Linked DNA regions of Mus musculus: region 1 is linked to region 2. Evidence: chromatin contacts called from public promoter capture Hi-C data. All regions are on one chromosome and are shown on one strand. Each heading gives the region's core, a stretch centred on a gene start, on an enhancer-like site or on the middle of the called end of the contact. The rest is flanking DNA. Distances are from core to core; before and after follow the strand shown. Region 1 holds the start of Il20 (interleukin 20). Region 2 overlaps Zp3r (zona pellucida 3 receptor).

What was found. Promoter capture Hi-C pulls out the DNA fragments that hold promoters and counts their contacts.
Region 1: a contact with region 2 is called in a promoter capture Hi-C map of neural stem cells. The contact joins the promoter of Il20 here to the enhancer-like site in region 2. A contact is called at or near these places in 5 of 39 promoter capture datasets (the C10 cell line, the HPC-7 cell line, hippocampal neurons and 2 more) and 1 of 9 other capture datasets (liver).

Annotation. Positions count from the first base shown.
Region 1 is chr1:130,909,431-130,914,141 of GRCm38.p6, reverse strand. It overlaps Il20 (interleukin 20), which reads left to right and starts at 2,846. Exons shown (of 5, transcript NM_021380.2): 1 at 2,846-3,074; 2 at 3,343-3,408; 3 at 4,415-4,567. The coding sequence starts at 2,916.
Region 2 is chr1:130,573,343-130,578,402 of GRCm38.p6, reverse strand. It overlaps Zp3r (zona pellucida 3 receptor), which reads left to right. Exons shown (of 12, transcript NM_009581.2): 11 at 315-517; 12 at 1,278-1,697. The coding sequence ends at 1,484. Among named protein-coding and RNA genes, the nearest start is that of Gm23623, 20 kb to the left of the region's middle. Within about 2 kb of position 1,817, at least 12 of the 459 cell types and tissues checked have an H3K27ac peak or open chromatin away from gene starts, as enhancers often do. A contact at or near this core is called in neural stem cells, where this site is marked.

The DNA.
Region 1 (4,711 bases), core at 1,597-4,096, 330 kb before region 2:
GAGGCAAGCTAGTAAGGAACATTCCTCCATGGCCTCTGCATCATCTCCTGCTTCCTGACCTGCTTGAGTTCCAGACCTGACTTCCTTTGGTGATGAACAGCAGCATGGAAGTGTAAGCCAAATAAACCCTTTCCTCCCCAACTGCTTCTTGGTCATGATGTTTGTGCAGGAATAGAGACCCTGACTAAGACAAGTGGGGTGATTCCTCTGTGAAAAGAGTTCCATTCTCAGAGCCCCACACCAAGGCACCATAATTTTTTGGTGCAAAAATGACATCTCTCATCTTTAAAGGAATAAGAGATAGTTTACCCTGGACTGTGGTCTGGTAACACAGATTTAGGTTACCCCAAATCCCATGTTTCAATGTGGAAGTTATTTCATAAGGTTTTTATCGTTTTTATTGGAAAGAAGAGAGAAAGTTATAAACCAAGCCAAGGTCCAAATGCATTGGTGGGTACACCAGAGAGGCAAGTACAGGAAGATAGGGGAGGCTTTCTGTAGGCCCAAGATGCTATCTGATGACATTCTTAGCTTTTGGGTTGGTGCAAGCTAGTGGTCTGCTAAGCTAATAGAGTCCAAAAGGTTTCTATATATCAGTCACAAAATGTTAGTTCAGGTACAGAGGTGGGCCGACAATTGCTCTTCTGGAAGGTTAGAACTAGCCCAGGATATGATAAATAGCCTCTGGGCCTGCAACATTTCAGCTTTGCCATAGGACTAAAATTCTCTGCAGACACAGCTTCCATCCATGATTTCTTTTTCACAATAGATTTAACATACACTCACTGTATGTCAGGAAGTGACAATATCAACCTAAAACGAATCACGTGCTCCCTGTGTGCTAAGTATATATACCATATTTCATTTAAATATGAGTTTTGGAGTATGATAATCACCATTTTTGGGCTAAGAAAATAAAACTCAGAGAGATATAGGGTGTCCAACTCAGTTTGGTTTATTTGTGACTTCCCACTGAGAAAATATCTTTAACTGAGTGAACACCTTCAGTCCTGGGCAAACGCAATCAACTGACTGAGGTGGTGGGAACTGGCAGAGCAGAGATTTTGTGTGTGTGTGTATGTGTGTGTGTGTGTGTGTTTTCTTCCCTCCAAACCCACTAAAAGCTGTCAAACATATTGAAACATTAGATAAGCTTATTATAGTGCTAAATGACTATGTGTGCGTATGTGTGTTTGTGTATATGTGTGTTTGTGTGTATGTGTGTTTTTGTATATGTGTGTTTGTGTGTATGTGTGTATGTGTGTATGTGTGTTTGTGTGTATGTGTGTTTGTGTGTATGTGTGTTTGTGTGTATGTGCATGTGGAGGCATGTGGGGGTTGTCCTTCCTCAGAAGTCATCCCTCTTGTTTTTGAGACAGGAGCTCTCACTGGGAAGTGGAGCATAGTGATGAGGTAAGGCAGGGGAGCCAAGCCCAGGGATGGCCCTGCCTGTGCCCTACCAGCGTGCTACAGGCGTGCTCCAGCCTTTCACACAGGTTGGGGGTGTGTGCTAAACTCACGTCCTCATGTCTGTGCAGCAAGCACGCTACTGACTAAGTGTCTCCCTAGGAGCACTGAAAGTTGAAATATTTCACTCAGACTTCCAGTATTTTATCTGATTTTTTTAAAAGGGAAGAACACCCACAAATAATATTTTTATCATATAGTTTCAAGAAAACATATTAAAATATGAAAATACATACACAGGGGCATATGGTTCTTCTTCTGTTTCAATGGCTCGGCCTGACACCACCATATTCTGTTCCTATTTAAGATTTTAATATTGTTTGCCATGGAAAAGTTCTTGTTTGTTGTTGCATTAAAATATTCTGCCCCCACCCTAGGGCCACAGTTACCGCCAGCAGGTGAGGCCTGGAACAGCAGGATCTTGCAATGAGTTGACAGAGAATGGAGTCTCCAAAGACATTCCACAATGTGCAGTCGTTTTGCAGTCGAGGCGAGAGCCTCGTTTTGCTTATCCTATGCTATTCTAACTTTATCTTAAAACTCAATAACCATTCCCTATTAACTGAACACCCTCACTGCAAAACTGTCACGAACTGTCTCAAATGTGCTTCTGCTTTTTTTGGTGGGGTTCATTCTCTCAGCTCCTAAGATACAAGGCCAGGGAGAAAGTCTGTTACTATTGGGTCCACCGTAGTCGTGTCTTACTGAGGCTCCCATGCAGAGGGCAATGTGGAGTCCCAGGAGCCTCTGGAAGGATCCGTCTGAAGCGGAGCGCCACCAGTTCTTGCCTTTCACCAGCTGAAGGACTGTTATGAAATCATTGATTTTGTTTGTTGGCATCGGGGCTGTAGCGAATCTCTTATGCTCCATTAACCACTCTGATCTCAGAACAATGCCAAATAGAGCTAGGCTCTTTTGCCCTGTGGGTATCTGTAAAATCTAGACAATTTTCCCGCAGGTGTTTTTGGTGGCATGGTCACAGCTTCTGTGACACTGTTTTCCCCTGTAGGTCTAAGGGGACCGCAGAAGGAGTTGCAGTGGCTTTCTGAAGGGAGGGAGGGGTTGTCTACGTCAATTCTCTCCAACATGTTTTGACATTTCTTCTGATATGTCATCTTCTGTTGGTTCACTGCAAGTGTTTGCTGCTCCAGGCCTTCTCTGCTGGCAATGACTGCGGAACTGTGAAGGAGACCCAATAAAAGGAGCCATGACCTGTGGTACTACCCAGTACCTAGATCCGGAAGGGACTGGGAGGTTTCTGTCTGAAGCAGCTTTTCTTAGGAAGTTGTGTGAACACATAGCACTGCTTGCAGCTGGGGAAAGCTGTTCAGTTCCCACCCAGTGGGCAGCTGGTGCTGGCATATTCCTGGTGGCTAGATGGGAGACATCGATAGCCCTGATTGATCTCTTTGAATTTTCGCTTCTGGTCTCCAGGATCTAGGTGTAAGATGAAAGGCTTTGGTCTTGCCTTTGGACTGTTCTCCGCTGTGGGTTTTCTTCTCTGGACTCCTTTAACTGGGCTCAAGACCCTCCATTTGGGAAGCTGTGTGATTACTGCAAACCTACAGGCAATACAAAAGGAATTTTCTGAGATTCGGGATAGTGTGGTATGTAAAGGAAGGGATCCATCTTTCCTGTCTTGTCTTGTCTGTCTGTCTGTCTGTCTTCTCAGGGTATCCTTAGTAGTATGCTAATGAAAATCCAGAGGATGGAGAGACTCCAGTCCTGGACAGTGCATTTCCAAGAGATGCCTGTACTTGGTAGTTCCAAAATGCCTCTCACTAGACCCCGGCAGGAAAGAGATCAAAAGTTTTGCTATCTAAGACCTTGGCAGAAATCAGTGACCTGTCTCTTCTTGTCCTTTCTCCTGTTTAGCAAGCTGAAGATACAAATATTGACATCAGAATTTTAAGGACGACTGAGTCTTTGAAAGACATAAAGGTCTGGATTTGATCCGGGGGAGCTCAGGGAGGGTGAATCCAGAGCTTTCTCATCAGCCTGGTCTTGTCTCCTGCTCTCCCCACTGACACACTTGTCTCCTTCACAGCCTGGTCTGGTCTCCTGCTCTCCCCACTGACACACTTGTCTCCTTCACAGCCTGGTCTGGTCTCCTGCTCTTCCCACTGACACACTTGTCTCCTTCACAACCTGGTCTTGTCTCCTGCTCTTCCCACTGACACACTTGTCTCCTTCACAGCCTGGTCTGGTCTCCTGCTCTCCCCACTGACACACTTGTCTCCTTCACAGCTTGGTCTTGTCTCCTGCTCTCCCCACTGACACACTTGTCTCCTTCACAGCCTGGTCTGGTCTCCTGCTCTTCCCACTGACACACTTGTCTCCTTCACAGCCTGGTCTAGTCTCCTGCTCTCCCCACTGACACACTTGTCTCCTTCACAGCCTGGTCTTGTCTCCTGCTCTTCCCACTGACACACTTGTCTCCTTCACAGCCTGGTCTGGTCTCCTGCTCTTCCCACTGACACACTTGTCTCCTTCACAGCTTGGTCTTGTCTCCTGCTCTCCCCACTGACACACTTGTCTCCTTCACAGCCTGGTCTGGTCTCCTGCTCTTCCCACTGACACACTTGTCTCCTTCACAGCCTGGTCTAGTCTCCTGCTCTCCCCACTGACACACTTGTCTCCTTCACAGCCTGGTCTGGTCTCCTGCTCTCCCCACTGACACACTTGTCTCCTTCACAACCTGGTCTTGTCTCCTGCTCTTCCCACTGACACACTTGTCTCCTTCACAGCTTGGTCTTGTCTCCTGCTCTCCCCACTGACACACTTGTCTCCTTCACAGCTTGGTCTTGTCTCCTGCTCTTCCCACTGACACACTTGTCTCCTTCACAGCCTGGTCTGGTCTCCTGCTCTCCCCACTGACACACTTGTCTCCTTCACAGCTTGGTCTTGTCTCCTGCTCTCCCCACTGACACACTTGTCTCCTTCACAGTCTTTGGATAGGTGCTGCTTCCTTCGTCATCTAGTGAGATTCTATCTGGACAGGGTATTCAAAGTCTACCAGACCCCTGACCACCATACCCTGAGAAAGATCAGCAGCCTCGCCAACTCCTTTCTTATCATCAAGAAGGACCTCTCAGTCTGTGTGAGTAAAGGTGTTGGTTACATAGTTGGAAGGCCTTAGCAACCAGGCTCATTTTTCTTTCCTATGGATGGGTAGAGAAATTGAATCCAAAATTACTAAAGAAAACAAGAAGCCAAACAAACCAACCAACCAACCAACCAACCA
Region 2 (5,060 bases), core at 568-3,067:
GCATCATGCATGAGATCAAGGCTGTGGAAAGAAATGCAAGGCAAGCTACAGGGAGATTTAGGAATTTATTAACGTTCTCAGTTTCCTTGTTGGCAAAATGTTAATAACAACTGAAACCAATTCATAGAGGCATAATAATAAAATTTACAAGGTAAGAAAAAATTGACAGATAGATACATATAGTCTTTCTCAATAGATATCAGGACTATTATAATTATCATTGAAATTAATAAGTTTTGCAGAACCTGACTGCAAGTATGTACAACGTTTCTCATGATTTTCATTGTCTAATTCAATTTGATGCCCCTTTGAAGAAGAAAACTCAACCGAGCATGCCATGAAAGGTGTGTGTCTCAAACCAATGGTCATAAATGGAAACCTGTCTGTGGAGAGAGTTATCTATGCTGAACTGGAAAATATCACCATTCAATGTGATCCTGGATATACCATAGTTGGTTCACCAAACATCATTTGTTCAAACAGAACGTGGTACCCTGAGGTACCCAGCTGTCAGATGGTGAGTGGAACAACTCAGGAAACCTCTGTGATTTCACCCTTCGTTACAGTGGCCTTTCCCCAATCTATGATGTTGTCACCTGACTCCTGCAAGGGTGCCCAGTTGGCCAGATTCACACTTATAACCATGAAGCATCATGGTGAGTTGGAAGGAGTAGATTTTTCTGCTCTGTGGCTGGATCCAGAACGTGAGAGTTGAGGGTTTCTTAGACCCAGTGCCCTGACCATAGCTTTACGGGTTTATGCTCTGTATACTTCTGCTCAGCTTCTGGATCATGCACAGGACTCCCCCTCACCTACTCTTGTGGGGTGCTCTGAATCCCCTTGCAGCTCTGTATCTTTTCTTCAGCTATACTTTCCTGCTCTTCAAGAGCCAGCTGTAGTGTCAGATACCTATAATCCTAGCAACAAGGAGGAGGGCACAGAAGGGTCCAGGGTTCATGTCTGGCCTGGGTTCTGAGCCCTATCTGAAAATACATACACACGCACACATGCACACACACACACACACACACACACACACACACACACACACACACACACACACACATACACACACACACACACACACACACACACAAACACACACACACACACACACACACCTCTCTTCCTGGTGATTCGGCCTGCATATGAAAACCTGTTAGGATGCAAAGTCTCTCCTGATTCTCTCTCTATCCATCAATGATTTCAACCTCACTTTGCCAAGAATCCCTCTCAGATTGTGTCCTTCCCTACTTATTTCTTTAAATTACCTTTAGGAGGTCCTAGAAGACTGCAGAATAGTGAGCAGAGGCGCACAACTCTTGCATTGCCTCTCAAGCCCAGAAGATGTGCACAGGGCCCTGAAGGTGTACAAGCTGTTTCTAGAGATCGAACGATTGGAACATCAGAAAGAGAAGTGGATACAGTTACACAGGAAACCTCAGTCTATGAAAATTAATAGGTCATTTAGACTTTGCAATTAGTGGACAGAGTCTCCACGCAGCAGCTGGCCTGACACACACCACCACTCCTGTTAAAAGGTTTTGGGGCCAGAAGAACTTAGGTTGTGTTTTTTTTTTTTCTGTTTTGTTTTTGAAACTATGTCATTCATTAGTGTCTAGCCATTGTGGTTCAATTTGTCTACTTGGCTGGACTCACTGAAATAGTTAAATATAAACTGTCAAATGTCCAATTTTTATGCTGTCTTTCTGTTCAGTGTGTCACAAGAGTATGATTTACCCAGAACACAAAGTCTCTGTCTAATATGTCTGTAGGTGGTTTTATTTCTTCTTTATTCTCTACCTTACAAAGACTGTGACTCACACTGTTCCAATCTCAATTCCGCTGAATTGTCACTGAATGCCATTATACAGTGTCTCATGAGCCTAGCGTCTGCCGAACAGAATGCTAATTTAAGGAACGTGTGTGTGTGTGTGTGTGTGAGAGAGAGAGAGAGAGAGAGAGAGAGAGAGAGAGAGAGAGAGAGAGGAAGAGAGAGAGGAAGAGAGAGAGGGAGAGAGAGAGAGGAAGAGAGAGGAGAGGAGAGAGAAAGGAAGAGAGAGAGAGAGGAAGAGAGAGAGAGAGGAGAGAGAGAGGAAGAGAGAGAGGGAGAGAGAGAAGAAGAGAGAGAGAGGAGAGAGAGAAGAAGAGAGAGAGAGAGAGAGAGAGAGAGAGAGAGAGAGAGAGAGAGAGAGAGAGAGAGAGAGAGAGAGAGAGGATAGAAACTTACTAGACTGCAGAGATTCTTTGGTGACCCCTGCTGGTCACAATCCACACTACAAAGATTTCTTGTCTCCCTTTAAAGCAAATTAGTTTTGTGGGTCCCTCTGAGTTATAAAAATTAAATCACATATATGCCCTGTTTGTCTTTGTCAAGCTAGAGTTATATGGGAAGAGGGAACCACAACTGCCACCTGTAGGTAAGCCTGTGGTCATTTTCTTGATTAATGATGGAGATGGGAAGGATCAACTCATTGTGAGTAGTGTCATTTCTGGACCAGTGGTTTGGGAGTATATAAATAGAAAACCGAGAAAGCCAGGAGAGCAAGCAAATTGGCAATATTCCTTCTCTGTATCAATCCCTGTCTCCATGTTCCTACTTGAGCTCCTGCCGAGTTCCCTGGATAATGGACTTTAAGCTGTATGATAGCCTTGCTCTTCCCAAGCTGCATTTGGTCATGGTTTGTTTGTTTGTTTGTTTGTTTGTTTGTTTGTTTAATCACAGTGATAGAAACCCTAACTAAGACAGATGCAATAAATTATTTCAATCTCATATTTTTGTACTCATTGTATACATGTATTTTGAATTTTATTGATGTTCATTTTTAAAATTTATTTATTTTTGTGTGCATTTGTGTTTTGCCTGCATGACTATGTGAGCATGCCAGGTCCCCTTGAACTGGAGTCACAAATAGCCGTGAACTGCTGTGTGGGTGCTGGGGACTGATCCTGGGTCCTCTGGAAGAGCAAACAGCATTCTTCCAGGATCGTTTCTTTTCAATTTCTTCAGTTTTACACACTCCATGCCTATGCCACATTTTCCTTGCCTGAGGCAGACAGATTATTGGATGATTTTCCATTTGGGGTATTATGAGCGTGCTGCTAAAACTATTTTTGCATGTGTCTTCTGTTAAGTACATGGATTTTTATTCCATGAAGATGTCTAAGGATGAAATTGCTGGTTGACTGTGAGGCTGTGTGTATTTTCTCAGTATTTTTCTAGAATGATCCTCCGAAGGGTGTTTGCACCTGCAGAAAGCAAGCAGTCTATGAATCACTTGCTCCTTTTATGCTTTCTGGGACATTCTTCTGGCCATGAAGTGTGCTCATATTAAGGTTTTTAATTTGTTGTTTCCTAAAGACTAATGAGCTCGAACACCTTATGTTTATTGTACTTTCAGATCTTGTTTTTTCTCATAAAGTGCTAATTAGGATGTGTTATCCATTTTTCTATTGGCTTGTGTGTCTCCTTGTAATTTAGTGGGCAGATATTTAAGAATTCCGGATAAATGTCTGTTCTGGGATGTGTGTTAAGGCACCTGTTTCTACACTATGAAGTGTCTTTTCTTTCCTGAAGTTTCATCCCTATAAACGTAAATTCAGAACGAAAGTGTGATGAGATGCAGCAAACCCTGTATGGCTGTAGTTTCCTTATCTGTGGACTCAACCAACTGTAGTTGAAAACTAATTTTCTCTGGGCATGGTGGTGTGCGCCTTTTAATTCCAGCACTGGGGAGGCAGAGACAGGCAGATCTCTCTGAGTTCAAGGCCAGCCTGGTCTACAAAGTGAGTCCAGGACAAAACTAAACAAGAAATAAAAAAGAAAAACATTTCTTCTAATCTTGCATCTGTAATGAACACGTGCAGGTTTCCTTTTCTTGACAATGTAACAATTCTTATATTTTTTGGTTGCCTGCCTAGCATTTAACAATTGAACCATCTATCTCTCTAGCCTCAATATAACATTTACATTGTGTTAGATATTGCACGATATTCAGAAAAACTTAAGCCATGGCAGAGCATGTGTACAGACATACACAAACGTTTTGTGATTAGGTAATATTATCTAAATTATTTGAGTTGATATTTTTGTGCCTGTCTGCAAGGAATTGAACAAGTGTCACAGTAAACCTATACTTCACATTTTCCCCCCTTATGGCCAGGATTTCCTTATATCTTGTTAGAGAAATCTACACTTACCCCAAGGTTACCAATATAACGTTCTCATGTTTCTTGTAGGATATTGTGGCAGTTTGAATGAGAGTGTCTCCATAGGCTCATATATTTGAATGTTTGATTTCCAGTTGGTAGACCACTTAAAAGGATTAACTTGCTAGTGCTGCAACCCTGGCCCCGACCATAAAATTATTTTCATTGCCACTTCATAACTGTAATTTTGCTACTGATATGAATCATTATCTAAAATCTGTGTTTTCAGATGGTGTCAGGTGACCCCTGTGAAAAGGTCATTCAACCCCCAAAGGGAGCTCATTCTAGAGGTGGAAACCCAATGGATTAGGAGATGTGGCCTTGGAGTAGGTGTGGCCTCGTTGGAGTAGGTGTGGCCTTGTTGGAGTGGGTGTGGCCTTGTTAGTGGAGGTGTGTCCCTGGGTGTGGAGTTTGAGGTTTCCAAAGCCCACTCCAAGTCCATGTCTGCCTGCATATCAGGATGTGAGCTCTCAGCTGCTATTCCAGTGTCATGTCAGCCTGTCTCCAGCCCCATTCCCACCATGATTACCCTGGGTTGATTCTCTGACACTCTAAGCAAGACCCAATTAAATGCTCTCTTTTAAAAGCTGCCTTGGTTATGATGTTTTACCACAGCAGTAATAACTAAGAAAGAAATGTACAGTTTTACTATGGTACTGAGAAATTCTTATCAGGGCAGAGAATACATTGCCCAGTAAGTTCACTGCGGGAGAAGCCTGGCCATAAGGATGTGATTCCAAATGCAGGTGAGAATCTGTTGCTGACTCCTAGGAACATGGTATCTACCATAAAGGATGCTGGTAGATAAAAATGCCGGTTCTCATTTCTTATAGATTGAATAGTATGTTTCC